2 separate regions of the Danio rerio genome follow, and region 1 is linked to region 2. The links are chromatin contacts, called in public HiChIP or PLAC-seq maps. All regions are on one chromosome and are shown on one strand. Each heading gives the region's core, a stretch centred on a gene start, on an enhancer-like site or on the middle of the called end of the contact. The rest is flanking DNA. Distances are from core to core; before and after follow the strand shown.

Evidence for each region. HiChIP or PLAC-seq counts read pairs in DNA pulled down with a chosen protein or histone mark.
Region 1: an H3K4me3 HiChIP or PLAC-seq map of gastrula embryo shows a contact between it and region 2, with 2.4 times the contacts expected there. The contact joins the promoter of zgc:153911 here to the promoter of mycla in region 2. A contact is called at or near these places in 2 of 18 Hi-C or Micro-C datasets (caudal fin and an unstated tissue) and 2 of 4 datasets of contacts at active chromatin or transcription factors (embryo and gastrula embryo).

Annotation. Positions count from the first base shown.
Region 1 is chr13:39,434,148-39,441,080 of GRCz12tu, reverse strand. It overlaps zgc:153911, which reads left to right and starts at 2,067. Exons shown (of 4, transcript NM_001077315.1): 1 at 2,067-2,240; 2 at 2,910-3,257; 3 at 3,360-3,644; 4 at 3,816-4,666. The coding sequence starts at 2,186. The coding sequence ends at 3,994.
Region 2 is chr13:39,365,363-39,372,237 of GRCz12tu, reverse strand. mycla (MYCL proto-oncogene, bHLH transcription factor a) reads left to right here and starts at 2,238. Exons shown (of 3, transcript NM_212937.1): 1 at 2,238-2,320; 2 at 2,857-3,449; 3 at 4,833-5,920. The coding sequence starts at 2,888. The coding sequence ends at 5,389. It also overlaps a transcript of mfsd2aa not described here.

The DNA of each region.
Region 1 (6,933 bases), core at 818-3,317, 69 kb before region 2:
TGGCGACTTTGCGATATCGTAATGTCTTTGGCGGTATGAGGTCAGATCTTTTTATAGTGTGCGTCGTTAACAACCAGCAGTGGTGGAAAGAGTACTGAAAAATCATACTCAAGTAAAAGTACCATTACTTGCCTAAAAATGTAGTGCGAGTAGATTAAAAGTACCTGTTGTAAATATTACTCAAAGTAGGAGTAAAAAGTAGCCCTTTCAAAAGTACTAGTAGTGAGTATTACACTGTGAAAAGCTAATGTGTTCATGTAATTTGTGGATGTGTGTAAACGTAACATTCTGTAGTGCATGTAGTTATTGCCCAGTAGGCACACAACGTCATAGGATGTTAATATTAGCTTAGATTTAGGTTGTGATGTCAAGTGACCAAAATTCAATGTCTAGCCAGCGTCTAAGGACAACATTAATTTGATGTCTAATAACGACGTTAAATGACGTTGATATTTAGTCGATTTTAGGTTGTGTTAGAAAGTGACCAAAATCCAATGTTGAGCTAGCATCTTAAACCAACATCACACTGACGTCAAATACTGATAATTATTCATCAGGTGTGGCAACCAAAATTCAACATCAGGTAGACGTCATGGTGGTAACGTTCACACAACTTCAAGCTTTGACATCATTAGACGTTGATATTTGGTTGGTTTTCGGTTGGACATTGACGTTGGTCTGACAGTAAGTTCTGACGTCAACCCGATTTGAATTTAAATTGAATTCACCTTTATTTGTATAGCGCTTTTACAATGTAAATTGTGTCAAAGCAGCTTTACATAGAAGATCATAGTAAATACCAAACAAAATGCATCGCCTTAAGACATTGGGGTACAACGTCAATTGGACATCATGTTGATGTCTTGTGCTCATTGGGTGTTTAAGGCCATTTTGGTCCCCATACAGTAAACATCTGTCATTTTCTCATCAGTGACCTGCATCTAAACAGTCTCTGGGTCATTGCGTGTAAAGAATTTGGACATCTTCTTGGACACTTTTAATGCTACCAAACAGTTTGCTGCAATTATAAATCACCCATGTCTTCAGGTATTTCATTATGAAGCGATTTACCTTCAATGTGTGATTTGATTGGACGGGAATTACAGGACTGATTTTTCTAATCCCCATAGACAAGAAAAATAAAGTAGTGACTGCAGGTTGAAGGAAAGTAGTGAGAGTAAAAGTACAGATACTGCAATAAAAATGTACTCAAGTGAGAGTAAAAGTACACATTTTTAAAACTACTCAGTAAATTACAATTCCTGAGAAAAAGTAATTAATTACAGTAATTTGAGTATTTGTAATTAGTTACTTTACACCACGGACAACCAGGGCACATATTTAAATCATTGTGGTATATCAGATCCCAGATCATTAATGTTAAAATGGGTTTTGTTTTTTAATGTGTTATTTAGAAATAAAGTTTCCCAAGTTTGTCTTCCTAGAGTGAAAAAATAAATGAAAACAGCTGCTATTAAACCGAGCTCAAATTTGGGGATGATGACATTTCTGTCATTTACTCAACCTTCATTTGTCACAAAACTTTTTGAGATTCTTTTTTTCATTGTACACAAACGTTTTTGTTTAAAGTTGTTTCATATCATTATGAGTTTTCTTTCTGTGTAGAACACAAACGAATTTATTTTTAATAATATTGGAATCATGTATCCATTGACATCAATAAAGAAAAAACAAATACTATAGAAGTCTATGGTTACAGGTTTAATATCTTTAATATCTACAGTTTAAATATCTTCTTTTAGTTTTACACTCAAAAAGGAAACGTGGGCAAGTAAAGGGGGATTTTTTTTGGAAGTGAACTACCCTCCTGGAAAAAAAACATGTTGGTTTTGATGTTTTGATGCTGTAAGCTGGTTTTGCTGGTTTCTACATGATCTCCTCTCCTCTGACACACCCCTGCCGGTTTCACGCGTGGATGTTTTGGTTACACAATAGAGGCGGGGCTAAATCTCGTAACTATGGGGCGGACATTAATACAGTGACAATATGGAGTGACAGCTCAGAGTTCATCGAGAGTGATCGGGATCGGACCTCTGCTGTTGATCAGCTCGGCTTCACCCACATACAACTAAACAAAATCACTGAGTTTTTTGTTTTGTTTCTGGTAATAGTGATTCAGGAGTGTTAAAGGATTTACTTCTTTCCTGCGGTCGTGGATTGTGATATGAACTTGAAGGTGTTCTGCTTTTTTTTCCTACTTCTTGAAGCCTCCTGTTTCAGTAAGTATCTCAAAACTATAATGTAATCTTAAAGTGATCTGTTTGTGTTTACATATGTGTACCTTTCATATTTATTATTTATTTATGTATAGACTGTATTTAAATTAATACTGTGTTTGTAAAGTGTGTCATTGTATTTTGCACTGTCTGAAGCCTGTAGCTAGATAAGTTGTTCACTTATTATAGCACACGTGCTGCTGGTGATGTGACGATAAAAGTGGTTTGATTATATCTTTAAACCCCTAAAATAGTCTCTCTGCCCACGTGTTTGTTTGTATAATATAGCATATGTTAGGACAGCACCCATAATATATTGTATAGTGTGTTGGCATTTGCCAACATGCCGAGACATGCTTAGTCAGAATGAATGTTATAATGACTCATCATCATGACCCAGATTAGATGTGACCTTGGGATTTAGGTGCTTTCATGATGTCATTTCATTATGATCTCATTAGTTTATAAACACGAGGGCACGTGGACAGTGGAGCTAAAGAAACATTCATTTGATTGCATTCCGCTTTTGATTCTCATTATCAGTAAATCTTAGTTTGAGATTCAAATATTACTGTAAATGCTTAATGCAAGAAGAAATCTGCTGCCAACAAACTGATCATTCAAGTTATGATTGTAAAATAAATGTCTTCTTTCCTCTTTGTGTCTCTTTAGTTGAATTTGAGATCTCTGTTCCCCGAAGTCCTGTCATTGGGTTTTACGGTGAGGAGCTGATCCTCCCTTGCACATTCCCTGTGGATTCTTCGTGGGATCTGAGCAGCACTGTTATCACATGGCAGCGAGGGCTGGATGTAGTTCACAGCTTCTACTACAGTCGGGATCAGCTGGACCGGCAGAATCCTCATTATGTCAGCCGCACCAGTCTGTTCATTCAGGAGATGCAGCGAGGAAACGCCTCTCTCAAACTGGACAAAGTGACTCAGAGGGATGCCGGTGTTTACACCTGCTCCATCAGCACAAACTCCGGCAGCCAGAAGAAGAGCTTTGCTGTAAATATTGCAGGTAACAAAATGACACATATAGACATGTTGATGATGAATCTCATGAATCGAGCTCAGAAAATGGGAAAAATGCTTGTTTTAACATGCGTGTTGTGTTTCCCAGCGCTCTACTCTGAGCCTCGTCTGCAGTTCTCCATGTTGACGGATGGAGTCAATCTGCTGGTGACGTCAGATGGAGGATACCCTTCTCCAACACTGCAGTGGCTGATGGAGAACTCAGACATCACCAACCAGACTCAAACACACCTCAGACAGGACACAAGCACAGGACTTTACATCGTGTCCAGCTGGATAAAACTCTCTGACGTCTCAAATTCATCTTTGACATTTATTCTGCACAACAAACCGCTGGGGCAAGACATCAGAAGAGAGATCCAGCTTTCGTCAGGTGAGGACTTTGTAAAAGAAATCAATAAATATAAGCATTTTTAAATGTTTATGAACAATCAATATTGATGGAGATAGTTTAAGCAAACATGAAAGTTCTGTCATTATTTTCTCCTTCCAAACATGCACTGTACTATTTACAATAATCATAATTATTTTTTTTTCTTTACAGATAAAATTGAAAAACAAGAAGAGAACAGATGCTCTGAATGCTTCATTTTGATCCCAGTTGCTCTGCTGCTGCTCGCGATGGTTTTATTGTTTGTATTCTTTATCAAAAGAAGAAGAAAAGCAGAAAAGAGCAAACAAAGTTCCTCCAGTGAAACTAAAAGTCTGAGTGAAAATGTATGATTATGATGGTTATGCTGTTTTTTTAATGATGATCATTTCCAGGACAGAATTTAGTATTATATTTATTGTTACATGGTTCAAGTTATTTTAAACCAGTTTTTAACAAATAAACACTTTATTTGTGCTGTGATGATCCTTTCATGTTAAATACCATTTCAATGCATTATTCCACTGATCTTTATGTCAGATATCTGGTGTGTTTGTCACAGCTAAACTAACCAAATCTTCCTAGGTGCTAAACACTTTTAACAGAGCTAAAAATTTCATAAACAGAATTTGTCAGTCATATCATATTATGATGCACTGCTGATGTCCTGCTTAACAAGCATTATGTTTGAGACCATTTCCATTAGTGTTATACATTTTACTCTTGACTTTATGCACTAAACAGTATTTTTTTACACACACCTGCTGGCAGGATCTTGTTGCTCCACAGTAACATTTTACAACGATATTTATTAAATTAGTTTCTCTCTAAAAATGGAATTTGATTTGAATTCATGTAATTTATAACATGTAATTTTATACTGTGAACTAGTGTGTTAGTAGTACTTATGTTTGACTATGGGACCACTGTGTGCTGTTTAATATTTCAATTGTTTACATTTGCCTCCGTATCAAGTGACATGTTTACTCATGTGATGCTGAAATAAAATATACATTTGTATAATATCCCACCAGTGTGATTAATATTACTTCACAGATTATGTGTATACAGGTGCTGGTCATATAATAAAAATATCCTAAAGTTGATTTATTTCCCCGATTCCATTCAAAAAGTGAAACTTGTATAATGTATACATTCATTCTTCACAGACTAATATATTTCAAGTGTTTATTTCTCCTTTAATAATTATGACAAGTAATGAAAACCCCAAATCCAGTATCTCAGAAAATGACAATATAACCGAAGACCAATACAAAGAAAACATTTCTAATAAAAATACTATCAACTGAAAAGTATGAACACGAAAAGTATGAGCATGTACAGCTCTCAATACTTGGTTGAGGCTTTTTTTGCACAAATTACTGCAGCAATGCAGCATGGCATGGAGTGAATCAGTATGTGGAACTGCTCAGTTAGCATGAGAGCCCAGGTTTCTCTGATAGTGGCCTTCAGCTTTTCAGCCTTGTTGGGTCTGATATCACATCTTCCTCTTCACCCAAAAATTTTCTAAGTGGTTAAGTTCCGGCAAGTTTGCTGGCCAGTTAAGAACAGGGATAACATGGTCCTTAAACCAGGAAGTGGCAGCTTTGGCACTGTCTGCAGGAGCCAAGTCCTGTTGGAAAAATCAAATCTGTATGTCCATAAAGTCAGGAGCAGGAGGCATGAAGTGCTTTAAAACATCCTGGTATAGATCAGAAAACACAGTGGAGCAACACCAGCAAATGACATGGCACCCCAAACCATCACTGACAATGTAAACTTTACAGTGGACCTCAATGTAAATTACGTGCCTCTCCTATCTTCCTCCAAATTATCAATCACTCCAGAATTGACTTTCATTAGAGAACATAACTTTGAACCACTCAGCAGCAGTCCAATCATTAGCCCAAGCGAGAGGCTTTGAAATTGTGTGTTCTTCAAGAGTGGCTTGACACAAGGAATGTAACAGGTAAAACCAGTGTCTTGCACACATACATCTGTGTGTAGTGGTTCTTGAAGCACTGACTCCAGCTGCAGTCCACTCTTTTTTGTGAATCACCCCCACGTTTTTGAACAGGTTTCGTTTCGCAGTTTTATCCATATGATGCGATTATCTCTATTGCTTGTACAATTTTTTTCAACTTTATCTTTTTCTTCCCTTCACCTCTCCATTAATGTGCTTGAACACAGAGCTCTGTCAACAGCCAGCCTTTTTTTGCGATGATCTTTTTTGTCTTGCCCTCCTGGTGCAAGTTGTCAGTGGTTGCCTTTTGGACAACTGTCAAATCAACCATTTCCCCATGATTGTGTAGCCAACAAAAATAGATTAAGAGACCATTTAAATGTCTTTGCAGGTGTTGAGTTAATTAGCTGATTAGAGTGTGGCACCAGGTGTTTTCAATGCTGAACCTTTTCACAATATTCAAATTTTTTGAGATACTGAATTCAGGGTTTTCATTGGTTATCAAAATCATCAAAAATAAAAGAAACAAAGGCTTTAATTTTTTCAATCTTCGTGGAATAAATGCATATATTATAAGTAGTTAAATAAATCAGCTTTTTAAAGATATTCTAATTTTGTCACCAGCACATGTCAGTGTGATTTAAGATTTTTTTACACTCCCTTACCTTTGAATCCACTTTCAATCCCTTTTCTTGCCTTTGCTTTTTATCTGCTCAATCAAACTAAAAATAAAATAAGATGCAAGTGTTCCAGGAACGATGTCAGTATAAACAATACTTTAATTCAAATTTACAACCATTTCAACCTTGTACAGATTAGTCACACACATAAAAAATGTCTGGGTGATAATGTAAAAAAAAAAAAAAGTGGAATGGCATCACAAGGCTTTTGAGCACAACTAGAAGGCCATTGTACAGATAGCAAGACCAAACCTGCATAACTGAAGAAGAATGTTAAGTCACGACCACAATTAACACAAGGTTTAATTTAATTTTCTACAAAACTATCAGTTTGATTTATTCAACATTGCCTGGTTCTTTGATTTAACAAAAAAAGAGGTGATATGGACAGTGGAGATACTGCTTTGATTGCATTCTGCTTTTGATTCACATTTTTAGTGCTGTCTGTTTATTGACCTTATTCTAAAATGCGGAAGTGCGCCTGTTTTCGCGATTGTCTTAGAACTTCCTTTTCAGTCGCCTATGGGAGAAATGACAAGGAATAATAAACGGCAAAAAACGGTCAAACTACTTGCTCTACAAACAAATGTTTGCATGACTATACAGACCAAGTAGAATAATATAACAAGGAAATATCAGTTTGCAACAT
Region 2 (6,875 bases), core at 989-3,488:
CAAGAATATGAACGAACGAACGAACGAACGAACGAATAAGCAAACAAATGAAACGAGGAATGAAGGAAGGACCAAATGAATGAAAAAGGATTCAAGGAAGGACTAAACAAAGGAAGAAAGGAACAAACGAATGAATGAATGAACTAAGGACCTAATGAAGGAGGGAACAAAAGTATGAATGAATGAACAAATAAATAAGTGAACAAAGGAAGGGTGGAAAGAAGGAAGAACTAAATGAATGAAGGAAGGGTTCAAGGAAGGGCTGAACAAACTAAGGATGGAAGGAACGAATGAATGAACAAAAGACATAATAATGGAAAGAACAAAAATATGAACAAATGAATGAGCAAAGAATGAATGAAGGAAGGAAAGAACAAATGAATGAATGAACAAAGGACCCAATGACTGAATGAGCAAACGAATTTAAGGAGGAATGAAGGAAGGACCAAATGAATGAAGAAAGGATTCAAGGAAGGACTAAACAAAGGAAGGAAGGAAGGAAGGACCAAATGAATGAAGAAAGGATTCAAGGAAGGACTAAACAAAGGAAGGAAGGAAGGAAGGAAGGAAGGAAGGAAGGAAGGAAGGAAGGAAGGAAGGAAGGAAGGAAGGAAGGACAAATGAATGAATTAAGAACCTATTGAAGGAGGGAACAAAATATGAATGAACAAACAAATGAATGACAAACGAATGAAGGGAGACACTAAAGAAGGAAGGACCAAATGAATGAAGGACAGGTTCAAGTAAAGACTGAACAAAGGAAAGAAGGAACAAATTAATAAATGAACTAAGGACCTAATGAATGAGGGAACAAAGAAATGAATGAATGAATGAATGAACAAATGAATGAGCGAACGAATCAAGGGAGGAATGAAGGAAGAACCAAAAGAATGAAGGAAGGGTTCAAGGAAGGACTAAACAAACTAAGGAAGGAAGGAATGAACGAATTAATGAACAAACAAAGGCCCTAATGAAGAAAAGAACAAAAATATGAACAAACGAATGAGCGAAAAAATGAAGGAAGGAATGAAGGAAAGAACAAATGACTGAAGCAAGGAATAAACAAACAAATAAATGAAGGAAGGAAGGATAGAATAAACAAACAATGGAAGGAAGGTTGGAAGGAACAAACAAATATGCACTACAGAATGTTACGTTTACACATAACAGCACAAACTGCATGTAAGCTCATCAGCTTTTCAGTGTAATACTCGCTACTCTTGAGTACTTTTGAAAGGGCTACTTTTTACTCATACTTTGAGTAATATTTACAACAGATACTTTTACTCAACTTGCACTACATTTTAGGCAAGTAATGGTACTTTTACTTGAGTATGATTTTTTTACTTGAGTATGATATTTTTCTCTTTCCACCACTGTATATTTTATTATCGTTAAATTTTAATTTAATACATACTCTAAAAATGTTAGGTTATTTCAAAGTTTGGTTAAAATATGGACAAAAAATACGCTGGCTTATTTTTTCTCAAATATTTACCCATTGTTTTTTCCTTATTAATTTTGTTAGTTTAACAGTGTTTATGGTTTGAGTTTATCTTTATATCATATTACTAAGTTTTATGTTCTTTTTGGTACTACTTCTTAGGCTTTTCTTATTTTCTTTTTTAGTCCCTTCTGCAACCATGTGATACTGTTATTTTAGTAACCCACACACTACAAATACATTTTGAAAAAAAAATCTGTTGCGTTTTTCATCAACAGATGCTTCAAAAAACAGAAGGGCAGAAAGACTTCAGAGTTTGCATCTTTCGAGGATTAGCGCGTTCAGACGCAACATATTGATTAGTGCGTCATGCATCAGAAGGCAATTAAAGGGACGCATCAGTTCAATCGTGATGAGATTGGAGTAGTGACGTAGACGCTTCTATTTTCATTCAAATACTCGTTTTAGCGCTGTGAATTGCCTTCACATTCACAATAAAGCGGCGGTTCACACGCTCTCCCCGCCCCGCGCCTCCGGTGGGCGTGGCCACGCGGTGCTCTCGCACACAAAGACGCAGATCTGGCGCGAAAGCACTTTTACCGGCAGCGGGCTGGGGGAGGGTGCGGCTCCACTGCACCACGCGGATCGATCGTTGCTGCCGTTGTAACAGGACACCCGCTTTATATCCGCGAGGAAGAAAAGGAAAACTTTTCTTGTTGTTCAGGTTAAACGGCTGTGAAACAGACTGCTGGAGTAGCGCGCGCTATTGTTTCGCGAGAGCGCGTGTACCGGAGTTCTACCGGACGCTGCGCTTCTTTGTTCTGTTCTGCGCGTCCCGTAGACTCTCCCTGGACTTTGCAGGTCTGCGACCCCATGGTAAGTGCATATTTTACGTCGGACTATCACAGACTTGATCTCAAGTTAATTTTGTTGTTCGCTCTAGTGTTGACTCGTGGGCTGTTGAACATTTCCTGTATCTTTTTATGGGACCTGGTGTTACTTTCACCCTCTTAGTGCGTTTAACCTTAATGGGAGTGTTGGAGTAACGCATTCACATCACATGCGACCGTTTCTCTGTCGTTCAGTCAGCAGGGGTTAACTGCTGTTAGTGTTGATAAACTATTTTGCCTAGATAGACCAATCTCAACCGTTATGCATGTGCACTACAGATATGTGCATTTAATGCAGGTTAGTGAGCATACGCGTGTGCATGCATGTATATCATTTTAAAGCAATGCATTGGTATTTGCGTGTAAGAATAGCACTTTACAGCATTTAATGTACATTAAGCAATGCACTGAGTGACAGCATGCAGTTAGTGAGTGTGCGTTTTACTTGTAAAGTGCATTGCGACGCTTTTGAGCTCCACGTGGTCGGGCATCATTTGATCTAATGACCCGTTGTCTTCGCAGATATTCGTGTAGTAGTACATGGTCTGAAGCGATGCCTGGAGTCAACACCCAAACACTGTACGGCTGGGACATGGAGCACTACTTTTACGACGAGATGGACACCGAGGAGGACTTCTTTAAGTCTACGGCGCCGAGTGAGGATATATGGAAGAAATTCGAGCTGCTTCCCACCCCGCCCATGTCGCCCTCAAGGACGCTGGATGGGGACTGGTTATTCCCGATACCCGGGGACCGGCTTGGGTGGGCGCCGCCGAAGGTGTTAACGTGTGATGAGGAGTATGAGGGGCTTCACAAGTTCGACCCACTGGACATTTTTGGGAATCTGGGTTCAATTGTTATCAAAGACTGCATGTGGAGTGGACTTTCCACGAGTCACCGGCTGGAGAAGGTTGCGCATGGAGAGCGAGCACCGGTGGCCGCTCTGATCCAGAACTCGACCGCACAGAAAGCTGCCCGTGCCGCATCGGGCACGCCCGTGACAGGGAGCCAGGCGGCACAGTGCGTAAGCCCCGCCGCAGTCCTGGAGCTCCCCGTCCCGCATAAGAAAGTGGCTGCTGGCTCCTCCGGTTCAGAGTGTCGCTCAGATTCATCCGGTAAGAGACTAATATTGATGACATGAGGCGATAATTACTTTAATACCACGCAGAGTCTGTTGAGAGTGTGCTACAAATATGGATGATTAATATATGATTACTTGCAGTTCAGACTAAATCTTCCAGACAATTTATTTTTAATAATATTTCTAAAGAAATGGTGAGCCCAAGCTTAAACCCAGACTGAAAGGTCCTGATGTGGAGCGGATTCCCTTCCTCTGCTCAAAAGTTGTGTAATCCGCTCCAGTGCCACTCCCAGTTTTTCATTTCCCACTTGCACGTTGGGGGAACTCCACTGCTTGCACTACTCTCTGAACTTTGCTAAATCCAATTATTTACCATTTGCTGCAGCGTTCAGAGAAACCGCCCTGGCATTGTATTATCATTCTTATCCTAGCTTATTTTGTTTATCTTTTCAGGTTTTCATTGTAGTTTGAGTAGTTCTTTGCACTTTTAGGTTTGAATAAGTATATAATGTTTATAGGTGTAATTTGTTATTTTTATTTTTTGTAATTTTATTTGTCCTCATTAAATTTGCAGTGCGTATTCTAAACTTTTTTGTTGTTTTAATATTTATGCTTTCTTCTAATTGCTAAAATGAATGGTGGTAATGGTTAGCAAAAATTACACTACCAAAGCATTAAAGGGACAATATTAATGAAATTGTGCCTTTTAAATATGCCAATACAACAGTGTAACTAATTGACTCATGTCACAAGAGCTGGAAATCAACTTCCATCCCAAAATCTACGAAATATTCAACAGTTTTATTTGTAGTTTACTAGTGAGTAAATGACCTTTACACAAAGCTGTTTGTTATAAAGTGGAAGCATAAATTGCATTTGTATAACCTGCAGTATTATGAAAGATGTTTGTACTAGGCATGGGCCAGTATAATATTTTGACGGTATTGATAACCTTGGATAAACGTATCACTGTATTGTGACTAGTGCCCTAAACCAAGTTCTTTTTAAATGTCTGAGTAATAAACAACATCTTTTCTTCCGTTGAGCACAATATATTTTAATTTAAGAAGCATTTTAAATATTTTGAAATGGGCGCTTTTGACGTGAAGGGTACTTTTTTGCTGGACATACTGTTGCCCTAAAGAACTAAAGTCACAAAATAAACATGTAAAAAAGAAAAAAACTTAACATGTACCATAGAAACGGTATATCTGAAAATTATGCTGGTTTTAAAACCTTGACTTTTCCAAACCGCGTTAAACCTTGAACCCGGTTATCATCTCATGCCTAGTTTGTACCCAGTTTTGTATTTTTTGTTAGTATACATTTTTATTTGGATTTCATATTGTGCTGAAAGATGTCTCATTTAAAATATCCTGTAATTTTGCTGAAGCTGCCAATCACTTTGTCTCCTCAGATGACGATGAGGATGATGATGAGATTGATGTTGTGACTGTGGACAACCGGCCCAAACGTGGCCGTCCTCCGAGTCGCCGGACGCCGGTTACCATTACAGTCAGTGCTGATCCATTTGGACCATGTCCCAAACGCTTCCACGTTTCTCTACATCGGCAACAACACAACTATGCCGCTCCTTCCCCTGACACGGACCCTGAGGATGACTTCGAGATTGAGCCTGTAAGCAAACGACCGCGTCTGGAGTCTTCATCTGCTCCCTCGTCTCCACTTTCCTCACCCGCCACTTCAGACTCTGAGGACTCCACTGAGCAGCGGCGCAACTTCTTGGAGAGAAAGCGGAGAGATGACCTTCGCTCCAGGTTTCAGGCGCTCCGTGAGGAGATTCCTGGTCTGTCCGGATCATCAAAGACCTCGAAGGTGGCGATTTTGACGCAGGCAACTGATTACTTACTTCAGTTGCACTCATCTCAGCGGCGCCAAGCTCAGGAGAAGAGAAAACTCAAAGCCAAACAGCAGCAGCTTCTCCGCAGGATCAGTGCGCTGCAGAACTCTTGAAAAACATCCAGTTTAACTTGGCTAATCTTATATTTCCAAAGCTCATTACATGGACAAGGAAACTTGTTTGTCATTCGCAGAAATGACACTTGAAACACTGCAGGGAGATCTTTAAAAAATCGCATTCATTTCTGGCCTTCTTGTGAGGATCTGTGTGTTTGTGTGCGCGCGCGTGTTATTCTGTAGACTTGAAAACATGAATTTTTGTATGAGATGATGACAAATGTGCACATGCAATGCCTTTATAAACCTCAGTGGACAGCGGCGATACAGAGGAAGCTGTAATATTGACAAATTTACCTCCATAGAAAGAAGGGTGGGTGGTGTTTGTATGCATGTTGGGTGTGTAGGGGTGCGTGAGGGGAGCATGGTGTTTGAACACATGTAAAAAGTCTGAAGTGTCTTGTTCATAATTTGATCTGTACAAAATGTGATGTAAATACTGTATTCAGAGGACTTCATCCTCCTGTATCTACTCGACTGCACAGAGATTCTATTTTGGTAAAGAATAAAGCATCTAAAATGACTGGAGGTGGGCTTTCACGTTTATTTGTATCCATCTATATTGAGAAGGATATAATTTCTCAAGTATTAGACTGGGTATCTGTGAGGTCTTAATGCCTTAAATGTAAACAATTTTAGGCCTTAACGTCTTAAATTCACTAAAATATTGTGTTGTATGTGCTACATAATTGTAAACCGGTTTTAATTTTCCTCTGTCCAACTAAAGCTACTCAATAGGGTATATGCCGAGCTAGTGCTGTTCCTATGCTGATACACTTCCGGTGACCTGTTATTGTGAACTTTTTTCCATTTTATACAGTTCCTTATACAGCATCGATGTTGTAATGTCATTAAAATACTTTCAGTTAAATAAACTTTAGCATTTATTTAGTTGCTCAAGCGTAAAACGAGACAAAAAGCTGTTTACTCACACGTGCCCGTCAGAATCGGCAGGCTAACGCAGAAGCTCCATTGAATATACTGGGGTAAAAATAAATGCTCATATTATAAAGATATGGCGGGGGAAATGTAATTTAATGCAGTGCTTCTTGTACAATCTGAGACCCACTTTAAATCGGATATCACTCAGCTAGTGGAGATCGCTGATTTTTTTAAGAAAACAGACTTTAAATGCACCAGATTTTGCATTGACATTCAATTAGCCGGAAGTGCTTACTGGCAAATTAAAAGTCCTATTAGCATGCTTCGGCATATACCCCATTAGACGGACATCCATCCGATAACCAGCCATCCATCTTCATAAAATCAGGGAACGATAACAATTACCTTTACTCATGATCATAACAGCAATTTATCCCTTTACAACATTATCTTCCATTCATATAAAAGCTATTTACAGAAGGGTGAGCAGACTTAATATTTATAAATGGACATGAAACTTATAAGCTTTTATAACGAATGCATTAGGTTGAAGATAAGTTATCAATTAATTTCAACCAAAAGCCAACAAATATATATTTTT